Regions from separate parts of the Lactuca sativa genome. Here region 1 is linked to region 2. Evidence: chromatin contacts called from public Hi-C data. All regions are on one chromosome and are shown on one strand. The core of a region is the stretch at or near the end of the contact, and the rest is flanking DNA. Distances in the headings are between cores, read along the strand shown. Region 1 holds the start of LOC111883925. Region 2 holds the start of LOC111883868 (protein phosphatase 2C 56).

Region 1 (6,807 bases), core at 1,613-4,112, 350 kb after region 2:
TAGATATGGCAGACCAATATAGGTTGGTGAAGAACCCCAATTGTTATCTGATTTTTTGGTATAAGAAAACTTTTAGTGTAAGCAAAGAAGTGTACACAACACACACACTGATCTTGATTTGATGTAAATATGAAAGCATATATAGTTGGTATTTTGTTTAGGTTTATAGAATAACTTTTAAAGACCAGTCTGTAACTAATTAAAGATGTCAATTTATTTGATATTGGTTCAAAATAGATGTGACATCAATGTACCATTTCTTATGTAATAAAACAACAATTTCTTAACTTTCTTGTGTATTTTTCTATTCATTAAGCTTAGTTGATTCCTATAGATGCACTAGTCCAACGAGTTAGGTGGGTAATTAATAGATTTTTACCTTCCAGGCTGCTTTCTATTAATTACATTGAGTTGACTGCAAACATTGTTATACTCATCAATGTATACCTGTCACAGTGCAAACCACAAAAGCATCAAAAAACCAACCAAGTATATTCCAAATATATAGTAGCAAGTAAGTAATTTGTGCTTCAACAAGGAAAACAATAAGGATTTAAATAACATAGGAACCAATAAATACCAATTTTCCAAGAAACCTAATCCAAAATCAACATTTAAATTACAAGGGTAATTTGGTATTTTTAAGAACGGGAAACAAGGAAGATAAGGTACCTGTCTGCCATCAGGATGACCATATTTTTCAAAGTTCTCACGTGATATTGGATCTGTTAGAGTTTGATAACCCTACCTGTTAGAACCCAAATCATGTGATTTTAAAACTGATTAAACAAAATTTCAAGGTGAAGATCTATGAGGGATTGTCGCTAGGGGATACTTTCAAAGGAGGATATTGAGAAGATGGTTCAAGAAGTTGATAAGTATGAGTCTAAAGAAGAGGAGCACAAGAAGAATTTGGAGGCGAAGAATGCTTTGGAGAATTATGTGTACAACATGAGGAACGCAGTGAAAGATGAGACGATTGGTGAAAAGTTGACTCCAACATCATCTATTGCTTTTCTTTCCCATTACTGGATAGATAAACTTTCACAAATCTCTGTATACAAGATGTAAAAAAGTCAAATTAGACAAACCTTGAGAGTACTTCAAAATTTCTGAAGCAAGAATTAGTTACAACTAACAAAAAAAAACATGCAATTGAAGAGTAGACGTGTAGAAATAGAATAGTAATTGATGATGAAATTGAAGAGTAGAAGTGTACACTTCTACTCTTCAAATAAGCATTAATATGCATCAACTGAAAGACATCATCATTACTAGCAAAAGAGCCTCCTTGAGACGAGTCACAAAAAACACAGAACTATAAGAGCGTGAGGTGAGATTTTGTGAACGAGAAACCCTAGTTCATCGATTCTCTTACATGAGAATTTTGGGATGTTGTGGCAAATCAATCTGGTTCATGGTAGTAATACCCCAATGTGACTACCTTCTCAATCTATCCATGCATCTCATTAGAACCCAGTGCGTTTCATCTGCCCTAGTTTATGCCTTTCTCAACTCACACTCAAATGGATAGAAGCTAGGAAATGCATTTCTTCATCTTCTTTGTCGGCTCTGGCAGTGAGGGTTGGAGGCGGTGGATGTGGATGAGGAACGTGGAGACAGAGACATGGATTGAAAGGAGATATAAGAGAACAAAATAGAGAGACAAGAGGGGCGAGAAGAGAGTGGATTTTGTACTTTTCTGTTCCCCTCCTTCTCCCTACTTTCCTATTCTGATGATAAGCTCTGAAATGTTCTCTATTTACTTAAGATTGTCGAAGAAGGAGAAGAAGTGAGCCTGAGGTTGTCGGCAACGAATCGATTATAGAGAGCACGTAACGTGTGAGTAAGTGTTTGGATGTACTTCAAAAAAACCCAAAAAATTAATAGTGTAATAAGAAACGCGCGCTTGATTAAAAATTATAAAGCGACATCTGTAGACGACACATACTTAAAATAAAAGCGCCTTTCGTGTTTGTAATTTTTTTATTGGACGCTAATTTTAGGGCACGCACAAATGTGTGTCCTCTATCCTTCAAATTTTGCGAAACTGACAATATTTTTTAGGGCACACGCAAATGCGTGTCCTCTATCAGCGCGTGTCATGAATCAATATCTTTGAGAATATAATATATACACATATATTGTATTATCATGTCGACCTGGTTAAACCGGAAATCGGTCACCATACCAGTTCAATTAAAAAACGATTTTTGAAACATAACTTAAAATACCCTATTTACTAATTACAAATTCTTAATTATATTAAAACAGAATTAATTATTCAATAAAGCTCAAACATTTAATTCGGTTTTCTAAGTATTGCAACGATTATTGTTGTAATCACGTTTTTATTGTTTCTATTTTTATTGTCGTAGTTTATGTTCATGTCAAATCATAAGAAAACTTTTTTTTTAATGAAACACATTTCATCCTTTCTAATTGTTTTGATAAGATATTTTGGTCACTCTATACTTAAAGTAACATTTATCTACGTTATGCTTATAATTTAATAAAAAAAAAAAAGATGGTGGATAATTATCTTTCTATACTGTTTTAGCTAAATTATTTTCTACTCAATTCTAATCAAAATATTTAATGCAAAATAATTATATTAAAACAATATATTAATAAAAATATATTTCTATATATTATAAAAATATTAAAATTCAACTTCCAATTTTATGTATTTATTATTTAGTCAAAATTTGCCTACTTGCTTAAAAAGTCAACGTCCATGACCCTCTTTTTAGCCATCACCGCCGGCACAATTCAGTCACGTCGTTTCATACATTTCCCATTTCACCCTCTACATCTTTAAATCTTTGCACCTGAATTCTTCATAATCCAAAATCCTCGTAGGGGTAGTTTCGTACTTTCAGTAACAACTGCCTAACCGCTGACTTCTCCACCATTTTTTCCTTTCCTTCACGCCTCCATCATTTTCTTTTAAGTGTCAATCTCAAAAAAGTTCACTCTCAATTCAAAACGAAAGAAAAAGAAAGGGAAGGAATCGAGAACACCAATTTCCCAAAAGATTTGATAATCGATACCAAGTATTCTTGATTGAATTTCGTTAGGGTTTTGGGAGAAGAACCTCTGGTTTCAGAAGCAACCGTCTGATCATATTCGATTCGATTCGTAGTCCAAAGGTAAAGTTTCTTTCAATCTTCAGCTTTTTAATACTTTTAGCGTCTAGTTTTCAAGATTCTGTGATCGCTATGCTGGGTTTTGTTCGAATATTACTGGGTATGTGTTGTTTCTGGTTTTCATTTCGGGGTTTTACTGTATCGGCGTATACTCTGTCTAGGGTTTTGGTTTAATTCCTTGGAAAGTTCTATAGAAATCGAGGCTGAATTGAAACTTTATACAAATCTGATTCAATTCTTAATACCCTATGCTTGATGAAGGTTTTTGTGATGATCTTTTAGCTTCTTGCATCAGTTTGTTGTTCATTTACTTGCATGTGTGTGTATATGTACAAGCATGTATGCATATTATATGGGTTATCTTCGTTTTTTTGGTTTCATTTCTTGTAAAAACACCTCGATGGATTAATGAAATAAGAACAATGAATAAAGAAAGTGATTTATGCTGTGAAAATGGTGGTTTTATGAGTTAATGGTTCCATGTACGCTTTTTCAGAAACAAAATTTGGTTATGAGTAAAAAGGGGGAATACAATTTTGATGAAAAAAATCCAAGATTAAATGAAATGTGCATTAACAACAAATCTTGAACCCCTTTATTTGCAATTTCATTTCATCTCTTATAATTCACTTTCATTGCATCATTTTTTTTCCATCAACAACGTTTGGAGGGCTACTTTTGTCATTTACTCATTTTATTTCCTTCTTCTCAAATGTGATAAACCATGCTTGATTTCATATCGAGTGTTAGCAATGTTAAAGATGCATCCATTTTCATTTTTGTAGGTAAAATGACCTATTTGGACATATACATAGCTCCAAAATATTAATTATAATTGGTTTCCATGAATAATGTTCTCTTATTTTTGTCATTATTGAAGGGTATTATAGACATTTTGGCGATGACTCCACGAAGCAATCGCCCTCGTGGACTTGTGCTCAAATACGTGCTTCAATTCGCATTGTTTGCAGCCTTCAGCCTTTGGGTACTATACCAAATCCGACAACCCAACAACGACATCATGCCACGCGGGCGCCACGTCAGCAACGACCATGTTTCCAACTTCTTGGGCCGAAAGGGTAGTTTCGGAATATCAAAGTCAACCCCTGTCTCTCTCTCAGCTTTGACTCTAGAAGACGTAACAAACCCCGGTGAAGAAGGCGAGATTGCTGCCCGGTATTCGAAAGGGATCGAGGAAGTAGAGTTTCGGAGCAAGGCGGGATCCGTAAAAGAGGGAAATGACGATAATGCCCTTGTGTTGACCGTGGCAAAGTCAAACATTAGTTATCCGGATGAAAACGGGATGCCACAACATATTCGTGACAAGTTTGTCGGGATTCAAAGTGTGATTGGTGTGGGCCACGAAAATGAAAGCAATGTCACGTTACAAGAGTCTTGACAGGTGGCATTGTTTGTAGGTTTGGTTTTTTGTTTTTTTTTTCTTTTTGTACAGGTAAAAAAAGTAGATGCTACTGATTTTACTGGTTTTCGTTTAGATGAATACAAAGTAAAAAGGTATTGAAATGAATGAAATGTTGATGGAATAACGAGCCTGATTTGTAGCGTAATGGGGAGATTATGATAAAGTTTTGGGTGTTTTAGTATTGAAAAATCGAAAGGTTTTAGGTTTCGTTTTTAAGAAATCTTGTTTGGTTTTAAGAAGTATTAGTGTGTTTATGTAGTTTATTAGCGTTATTAGTTTATTACAATATTTTTACAGGGCTGTTTGGTAGCCTTTAATTTTTGGCAAAAACGTTTCTTAATTTTTGTCTTCTAATTATTCAGTTCCTAAAAAAATTATTTTAAAAAAAAGTTGTATCTGAATTAAAAAAAAAAAAAAAACAATGTCTCCTACTTAATTAAAAAGGAAAGAGGTTATTGTTTTGATAAAATGGTTTCTCTGATCATATTAATATCATTAATTATTTATAAAACTACTCCCTCCATCTTATATTAATAGTTCATGTTTTTTTTGGTTTGTCATAAAATAATAGTTATTTTTAAAAATAAATATACATTTTACCAAAATATACCTCATTATTAGTTAAACTACCATAGAATTAAATACAACAAAAGGATATAACTGTCATTTCATTTAATAAAATTAATGATAATTAATGTTTCCTTAATTTGTTTGTGGATAATAATTTTAGGACGAAGCCGGTATTAAAATATGGACATAAATGTGTTAGACATTGCAACCCGCCCCGACCCATTTTGGACATAACTTTATTGACCCAGACCCATGCAAAACCCAGCAAAAGACATGTGAGTACTACTACCCAAGATTTGAAACTGAGAGAAATATAACCTAAGAAACTTATTGAAATCTATTCTATTAAATATTTTTTTTTCCATCTATCACATTCTTATTTAATTTGTTGAATGTTATTTTGTGGTTATTTTGAATTAATTTTTTTTTATATGTCATTACTTTATTTTTTATTTTCTAATATATCATTAATTTAGTTTTCATAAATTAAATATATCATAATGACTATATTAATTTCAAATTTCAAACTTCAAATTTCAATTTCAAGTGGGCGTTTGACTTATCTTTTCAGAAGGCAAAAAGAACTTTTGGGAAAAGTTACAAAAAGCCAGAATTTTCTGACTTTTTCAAACAAAATCTCAAAAGTTGCTTTTAAAATACTTTTACCAAACATTTTTTCCCTTCTATCTTTTTCTAAAAGTCCTTTTGGTCTCTCAAAAGATAAGTCAAACATCCCCAATTACTAATAAATTATAGTTTAAACCTTCGATGTAACACTTTGTTTTAATTAACTCGTTTAGTACACGGGTCTGACAATTAAACACATAATTTTAATTAATTCATTTTTTGCATGTTAATTTTTATTTATTTATTTTAATTTTTTTCTCATAATTTTTATTTGTTTCACATTTCAAATCCAAATAAACATCATCTTCGTATTTAACATTTTGTTTTAATCAATCCGTATTATATACGGGTCTTACAACCAGTGATTTATCAAAAGTCCGTTAACTATTGAGTCAACCCTAAATATGGTTATATTTAAGTATATTTCTTGTTATCATCATTTCTCAAAGCCAACTAGATTTCCTAAAAATGTAAACTTTGTTCATAGGCTTTCATGTATTAATCTAAACCTGAAGATTTTGGTAGTACATAATAACATAAACTATCTGAAACGCAATTTATCATCTACTTGTTACGAAGGTTAATCTGAAAAATTATCTAAAGCTTTTGATTATAGAAGTATTTATAATACCCTTAATTAAAGGTTATATAATTCGAGTCTGGGAAAAATTTAGCAAATGAAAGTTAATTTCACATTTGTTAGTTTTATCTTGCTAACAAGAATGTTATGGAAAAGATATACAATCAACAACAAACATGGCCAGTTTTGGCTTATCTTAGGCCTTATGCAAAAAATAGAAAATAAAATAAAATAAATAAGTTTATATAGAAAATTCATGAATATTGTATATAATGTTATTGGAGTGTATTAAAAAAGAATACAACAAAATAAAGCCTAATAAGAATCAAACTTAGGTGTCATCCTAAAAGCAAATAAACACTTACCAATCAAGCTACACTAAGAGTTGTAGAGAAAATTGTTCCTATTAGTTTATATGCATATATATCACCAACAAGATAACTGAAAAAAAATATATA
Region 2 (6,600 bases), core at 1,801-4,300:
CTCGGTGTTTGACATTACATCCCAAAGTCCATCACTTGCTATTATTAAGCACTCGTCTTCATCGGTTCTTGTTGTGAATGTTATTTCGGGTACTGGTATTATCCACGGTCTTAAGTATCTGTCACCTGGATATATATATATTTACAGATACTGATACTGATACTGGTAAAATAAAGTTGAGTAAAATGTGGGATTACCAATCGCTCGTGACATGGCAAGGACTCCAAATACTCTTGCTCCATTCCAATTTATGACTTTTCCGTCTTGTTCTTCGATTCTCAAGAGTTCATCTTCTCTATCGGGCTATAGAAGCAATGGAATACAAGATATTATTTAAACTCTTAAAAAATAAATAATCGTGTTGAGATTTGCAAAAGAAAAGGTGAATTTTCTCTATTGTTTTTCATTGCACAAGTTGTTGGGAATCTTTGAGACCTTTTGATCAACTGTTAAAGGGATGGATTCCGTGCCTCGGAAAAGTACTGCTCGGGAATCACCGCAGTTGGATACGATGATTTGGCAACCGGATAACACCACCGCAACTGCGGTGGATCCGACGATTTCAGGAGCTGCGGCCTCTGATAAGACTTCATTGTCGGCTCTTTCAAAGCTACTGGACATCACTGACTCCCATCTTTGTTTCCATTTACAACCGTTAGATGCTTCTTGATCCCACTCTTCTGCTATCACTTCATGCATTCGCTCTGCACAGAATTTCGCCACCTGGTAATTAAAACAAATAAATAAATAAAATGTTTTAGTTATATAAATTTAGAATAATAACTAACTTCGAAGTATTTATATAGAAAAAAATAATTTGGTTATAGTTGTTTAATGTTATATTATTATTTATTATTTATTAAGTTACCCTAATAAATATTAAGACAAATTTGTTAAAAGCTATTGAATATTCTGCTACTTTTGAAAATCTATAAGTTAAAAGAGGGAAAATAGGTGGAATATTTTTAGGTGGAAAATATGTTGTAAAAGTAGTCGAAGAATTAGATATTAATCACTATCTAAACCAAATCTACTCCATTTTAATACAAAAAAAATAATGTTATGTGTCACGTAGAAATGGTTTAAAAGTCAAATGAGTGTTTATGAATTATTTGACTCGCTCAAGCCAAATCTTCTCAAGATTTTTCTAAAGCAGATACGTTAGGATTTCTTTATTGTTCTTTCCGATTAAAATAACTTTTAATCTTAAATATATTAATATGAGTTATTTTTGTATGATTATCGGCTTGTTTTTTTCTCATACTTTCCAACTCATAAGATAACAAAAAATAATAAAAACATTCGGTTCTTTTAAATATGACAACATGCAAAAAGTATTACTTTTTTTTTTGTTCAAGCCTTATAACCCAAAAAATAGATAACTATATATGTCATCTTAGCAAGCTACAAGATTTGTGCTTAACTATATAATAAGAAGAACAAGAAAGTAATTATTATGTGAAAAATAGAAAAAGACTTTATTTTAGACTGTTAAAAAACAAGACTCTTGTTTTCAATTTAATTAAATAGTTTATCATGTTACTTAATGAAAAATAATTTAAAAAGTAAAATGTTGAATTAGAAAGTCGTGTTCTTTTTCAATTTTTTTTTAATTATTAAAGTCTCTTGGAAGGGAAACACCAAACACGTGTGCTAAAGACAAAAAAAAATGATAAATGCAATTCACAATAACCACTCCCGACACGCTACGTGTCATGCAAGTCAGAATCAACTATATTGTATTTACATTCATAAAAGCTGGCATAATTTATTAGTTACTTTTCCTTTTCATTTATTTTTCTGATTACGTGTTTATGTTAAAAATAGCCATAAATAAATATTTGTTACATTAACTAACATATTCCTAGATCATAAAAATGAAATTGTTGGGTTAGATGTTGATTTCTGTCAAATAAATGTAATATGTTAATAAATAAAAGTTATATTACATAATAATTTTCTTTATAATTAAAATTTTGTGTTTCTGGATTGTTGTATAAGAATCATCTTTCTTAATAAAAAAAAAACAGTTTTTTTCAGTATACTAAAAAAATTATATTTTATAAAGTTTTAAAAAATTGTGGTATATAAAGGAAAATATTGATAAGAGACTATGGATAGTGAGTTAATGCTCATGAAATATTGCAAGAGTTTATGGTCAACGATATTAAATTTTGGGATTTTCGTTATCTTCAAATTTTAATAATAATCAAGACTCGTCTGTTGAAGAATATCTTCAACAAATGGAGAAAAAAATTATCATTTTATATGCAGTGATTCACACAGGAGATCGAGATCAATTCCATTGTGCGATTATGAATGAAAATGAAACGAACATAATGAAATGATGCACACAGGACTTATAAATCCAATGAATAACAAACTCGGTTTGATTTTGACCAAATGTGTATGAATTTTTAGTAAAATTTGAATCTGAAACTGAAAATTTGCGAAAGGATTTAAGAAGCTAGCTAGCTTACTTGTGATCCACCATGGCCATCGTAAACGCCGAAGAAATGAATCGGAGAGATCTCGACGGAGTTTCCAGAACCAGGATTCGTACATCCTCCGACGCGATCGCACGTATGCGACATGAATCCCGGCACCACCGCAACCGCATCCTCCATCTCCTTCCGCCGTCCGATTACGGACCTAAACCCCCACGCGACTCCCTTATTCCTCCCAACGCACTTCTTCAACTTCCTAGCTACTCGTCCTTCCTCACCTTCCCGTTCCACGGTCAACGTAAGCGGCACCACCGCCGCAGCTAAAATCTCGCCGGAGGAGCTGCTGGTTATGGAGAGATTGCTGGAAACGTCGACGTCGCTGCTGCTAAATAACGATGAAACCGTTGAACTCGCTGACGAAATCTCAAACGAGTCAACGTGGTTAGCGTCTCCGTCTTCGGAATCCATGAGCATTGTTGAAAACACACACACAGTAGTAATGTGGAAATGTGTGTGTTAATGGAGAATGATGATTGTGTGAAATAAAATGAAGGAGAAAGGGGGACTGAGATGATGACACGTATGAAGGGGACATGAGGCGACGCTACACGCAATTGTCACCCATACACAAGTAAACACATATGGACTGGTCCTATATTTAACCTTAATAATGATTAATTACATAAACTACCCCCGATATTTCCCCACATCATTAAATACAATAACACGTGTAATTGTTTCTTTATCAAATTATTTATTTGTTAAAAAAAATGGAGTACGTTTCAGAATGAAAGAAAAATAAATAGAAATGGAAATAAATCTGTAAGAGGCTAGGATTTAATCTTATGAGTTACTATTAATAATCATATAATAGTCAGTTTTTGGTTTTATTTTTCAAATGAGTCGATATAGAGAGAGTGACTTCACTAAATATAGACGCTTAAAGGATTGTATGATATCGATATGAGATATGCTAGCATACTAACATTCGTTGTCAGAGATGAAGGTTTGATAATGATATACAATAGATATTTTAAATCATGAGGGTGTAGACAAACAGGTCTGATGCTACGTAAGATATATGTGGAATCTCTGAGTTACTCTGAAAATAAGTCATTATAAAGAGAGGAGAGACTTCAAAAGATATAAACGTTGATAAAATCGTGTGATACCAATGTGAAATACATGGTAGATCTTTTTAAGTTTTAAAAAAACAAACAAACAAATATATCCCAGAGACAAAGGGGGTAGACTAGACTAGCTTTTTAGCATTAATAATACAACCAAGACATGGATGAATGATATTATCTAAAACCAAAATGTATTCCATGATCCAGAAGCTCTGGTCTACCCCTACCACAACAAATCAAATGAAACCATCTAAAACCAAAATGAATATGAAATGAATATCCAGAAATCGAAGCCAAAACCTAAGTTTAGTGCAAAAACTTAGATCATAAAAGGGAATCGTAACACCAAATTTTAAGCTACACACCAAAAGTATACCCAGATGCAAAATGACGAAGAACATGGTGGTGGTAACCTAACAGATTCGCACACACAACGTCAATCTCATACACAAACGACAAGAAAATGCTTGAAAGAGAAAAAGATGAGAGAATCAAAGTATTCTTTTATAGTCATCAGAGGGAGTATTAGACAGATGAGGAAATAGATGTCGGAGATTCGACTACCCAACAGTCATGATGATGGAGGATCCTTCTTCCTTCTTCTCAATTCGATCGACAAACCACAGGGTCCACAACCACCTAAATCACAACTTCTTTCCTTTTTTTTCTTTCCTTAATTGAGAAATCACACAGGTATCTTGTCCTCAATTGAACACACCCTCACCTTCAAACACTGATGGTTGCGGAGCGATGGTGATGAACACGTGGTTTCATGGGGTGGGTAATCTCTAGAGAAGATGGTCACTTTGGTTGAATCTTGTTTCAAGTTTGAAGGCTTCGAAATGATATTGATGATGGGGCGCCGGTGACAGGAGTGGGTAAGAAAAAAGGGATGAAGGTATGAGTTAGGGAAATGGAAGGGGCTATTTATTTAATTTTTTTATTCTGAAAAGGATAAAAGAAATAACTGAAAATGAAAAAGAAATTAATAAGGGCAGAATGAGGGACGGTTTAAGTTAATTTTTAAAAATAATGACTAAACGTGTCTTTTGGCACATACTTGATGGACGATTCGTGTAATATACCCTTTTTTATATTTGATTTAATTTGTTTTATAAACTTCAATTGTTAACCAAACATTTTTGGTGTAACACTCGAGAATTTGGTATGTTTCTTGTAGCCCCTTAATGCAAAATTCATCGGATTTTAGTCCCTAGCTAGTACGTGGGGAGTACTCTAAGTATGCTTAACGTACTGGCTCTTTTCTAGACACGGGATTCACCCACGTACATGGGGCATACTTGGAGTATGTATGGCATACGTGGTGCAGGGGTAAACCCTAATTTTTAGGGTTTGCACCCTATTTAAGCAACTTATACCACCCTTGGACATTCTATTGATCAACCTCCATCAACCTATGCCCTAATATTGAAATCCTAATTGTCTTTGGTGATATTTGAACTTGAAAGTGTGTTTATTGGTGTTTTGTGGTGAAGAAGAAGAAGAGGAACACTTGGAGGTTGCTTGGGAGTAGCTTGTTCTTGTAGATCCAGGGTTATCTTCACCTTAGCAAGCCGTTTGAGGTAAAAAAAAATATATATCTCATCTTGATGATTTTATGTGTTAGACCCAACTTAGGGTGTTATTTATGCATTTTTGGGTCTTTTGAGCTAAAGTTGAGTTGATGATCTACTTCAGAAGCCATGGATATTAGATCTTAGCCCCATTGAGGTCCCTTATCCATAAAATGTAATCTTTATGAGAGATAGGGGTCCATGCAAGTGTTAATAATCTTTTTAAGATTCTTTTTTATTTCTGGGCCTTAGTAAGTCATGTATGGGTGTAAAGTTGACAAATTTATGTGTTAAGTCACTTTCTAGAATCAGATATGAGAATATGGCATGTTGGCTTAACCAAATAAGTGCTTAATGAGTTGGGTTGGCTGTCTGTCGAGTATGGGGGCGTACTCTGCTCGTACGTTGAGCGTACTGGCCCCGGATGGAGTACGCCAAGCGTAAGTCTAAGTACGCCTAGCACACTCAGCTGTTTGACTTTTGGGTTGACTTTCTCGGATTTGAGCCATATTTTAGGCTTTTAGGGTGTGATCTTTATTGGGCCATTGGACTTCTGACTTTGGGCCATGGGTAGACTATGGTCTTTCTTGGTATTGGGTGCATGATGATTTTGGGCCCAATTTGGAAGTTGAGCCTTTACAGGGCTCTAGGATGCCTATTAGGAATTGGTACTGGGTGCATGATAATTTTCTCCCTTTCTTGCTTTGAAAAGTCTTGATATTGTTTCCATAAATAGATGTGATGGAGTGGTATGAGTCTAGTTTCATTTCTTCTTAGTGTGGCCTTGGCGTTGTGTTCTCTTCACGGCTACTTATATTTGGTGTGGGTTTCATTCAACGAATTTACAAATCAAGCTAAGTTTTATTTTATTTTGAGCACACTCTTTTGTGTGATGTCCAATCTTTTCAAATTAGGTTGTCTGTGGTTGTGACAACCCGAAATTTCCATTCTAATCAAACCATTTCAATCCAATAGAAGTAGAGCAGTTACAGTGAAAATTCAGACTTCGAGTAAAAGTTTAGCAGTTTCCAGGGTTTTACACCCATAGAGATATTAGGAGAGTGGAGGCACTAGGATTTTGTGCAACACTGTAATTCCGTTTCTCTAGGTCATTAGAATCCATTCCGAGAATAGAAATATTTTCTGCCAAAAATTTCAGAACTATACATAGAATTCTGAACCAAAATGGTTCATTAGTTGAATTCCAATTAGAGAAAAGCCAAATTTCCTCTCACAGATCTTCGGGTTTTTATCCCAGATTGTGAGTATACTTCTCTAGTTGTTTTATACTACTTGTTTTAAGCTTAATAACATAGATTGCTTGCCTAATAAGTGAGATCCGGGAGTTTACCGCCCAAGAACGTTCTTGGGGAGTAAACTCCATTTTAAGGTCCTTAAGGGTTCAAATGACCCTCAAATCTTTAGAACTCGAACTAGAAGCCTTAAACT

The links. A called contact is a pair of places that touch in the nucleus more often than the background predicts.
Region 1: a Hi-C map of leaf shows a contact between it and region 2, with 7 times the contacts expected there. The contact joins the promoter of LOC111883925 here to the promoter of LOC111883868 in region 2. A contact is called at or near these places in 3 of 4 Hi-C or Micro-C datasets (leaf and seed).

Annotation. Positions count from the first base shown.
Region 1 is chr7:58,359,760-58,366,566 of Lsat_Salinas_v11, forward strand. LOC111883925 reads left to right here and starts at 2,863. Exons shown (of 2, transcript XM_042896581.2): 1 at 2,863-3,152; 2 at 4,040-4,717. The coding sequence starts at 4,051. The coding sequence ends at 4,548. LOC111883792 reads right to left here and starts at 683. Exons shown (of 9, transcript XM_023880108.1): 1 at 673-683; 2 at 581-596; 3 at 406-447. The coding sequence starts at 683.
Region 2 is chr7:58,005,875-58,012,474 of Lsat_Salinas_v11, forward strand. It overlaps LOC111883868 (protein phosphatase 2C 56), which reads right to left and starts at 3,051. Exons shown (of 4, transcript XM_052765738.1): 1 at 2,481-3,051; 2 at 436-723; 3 at 198-303; 4 at 1-125. The coding sequence starts at 2,921.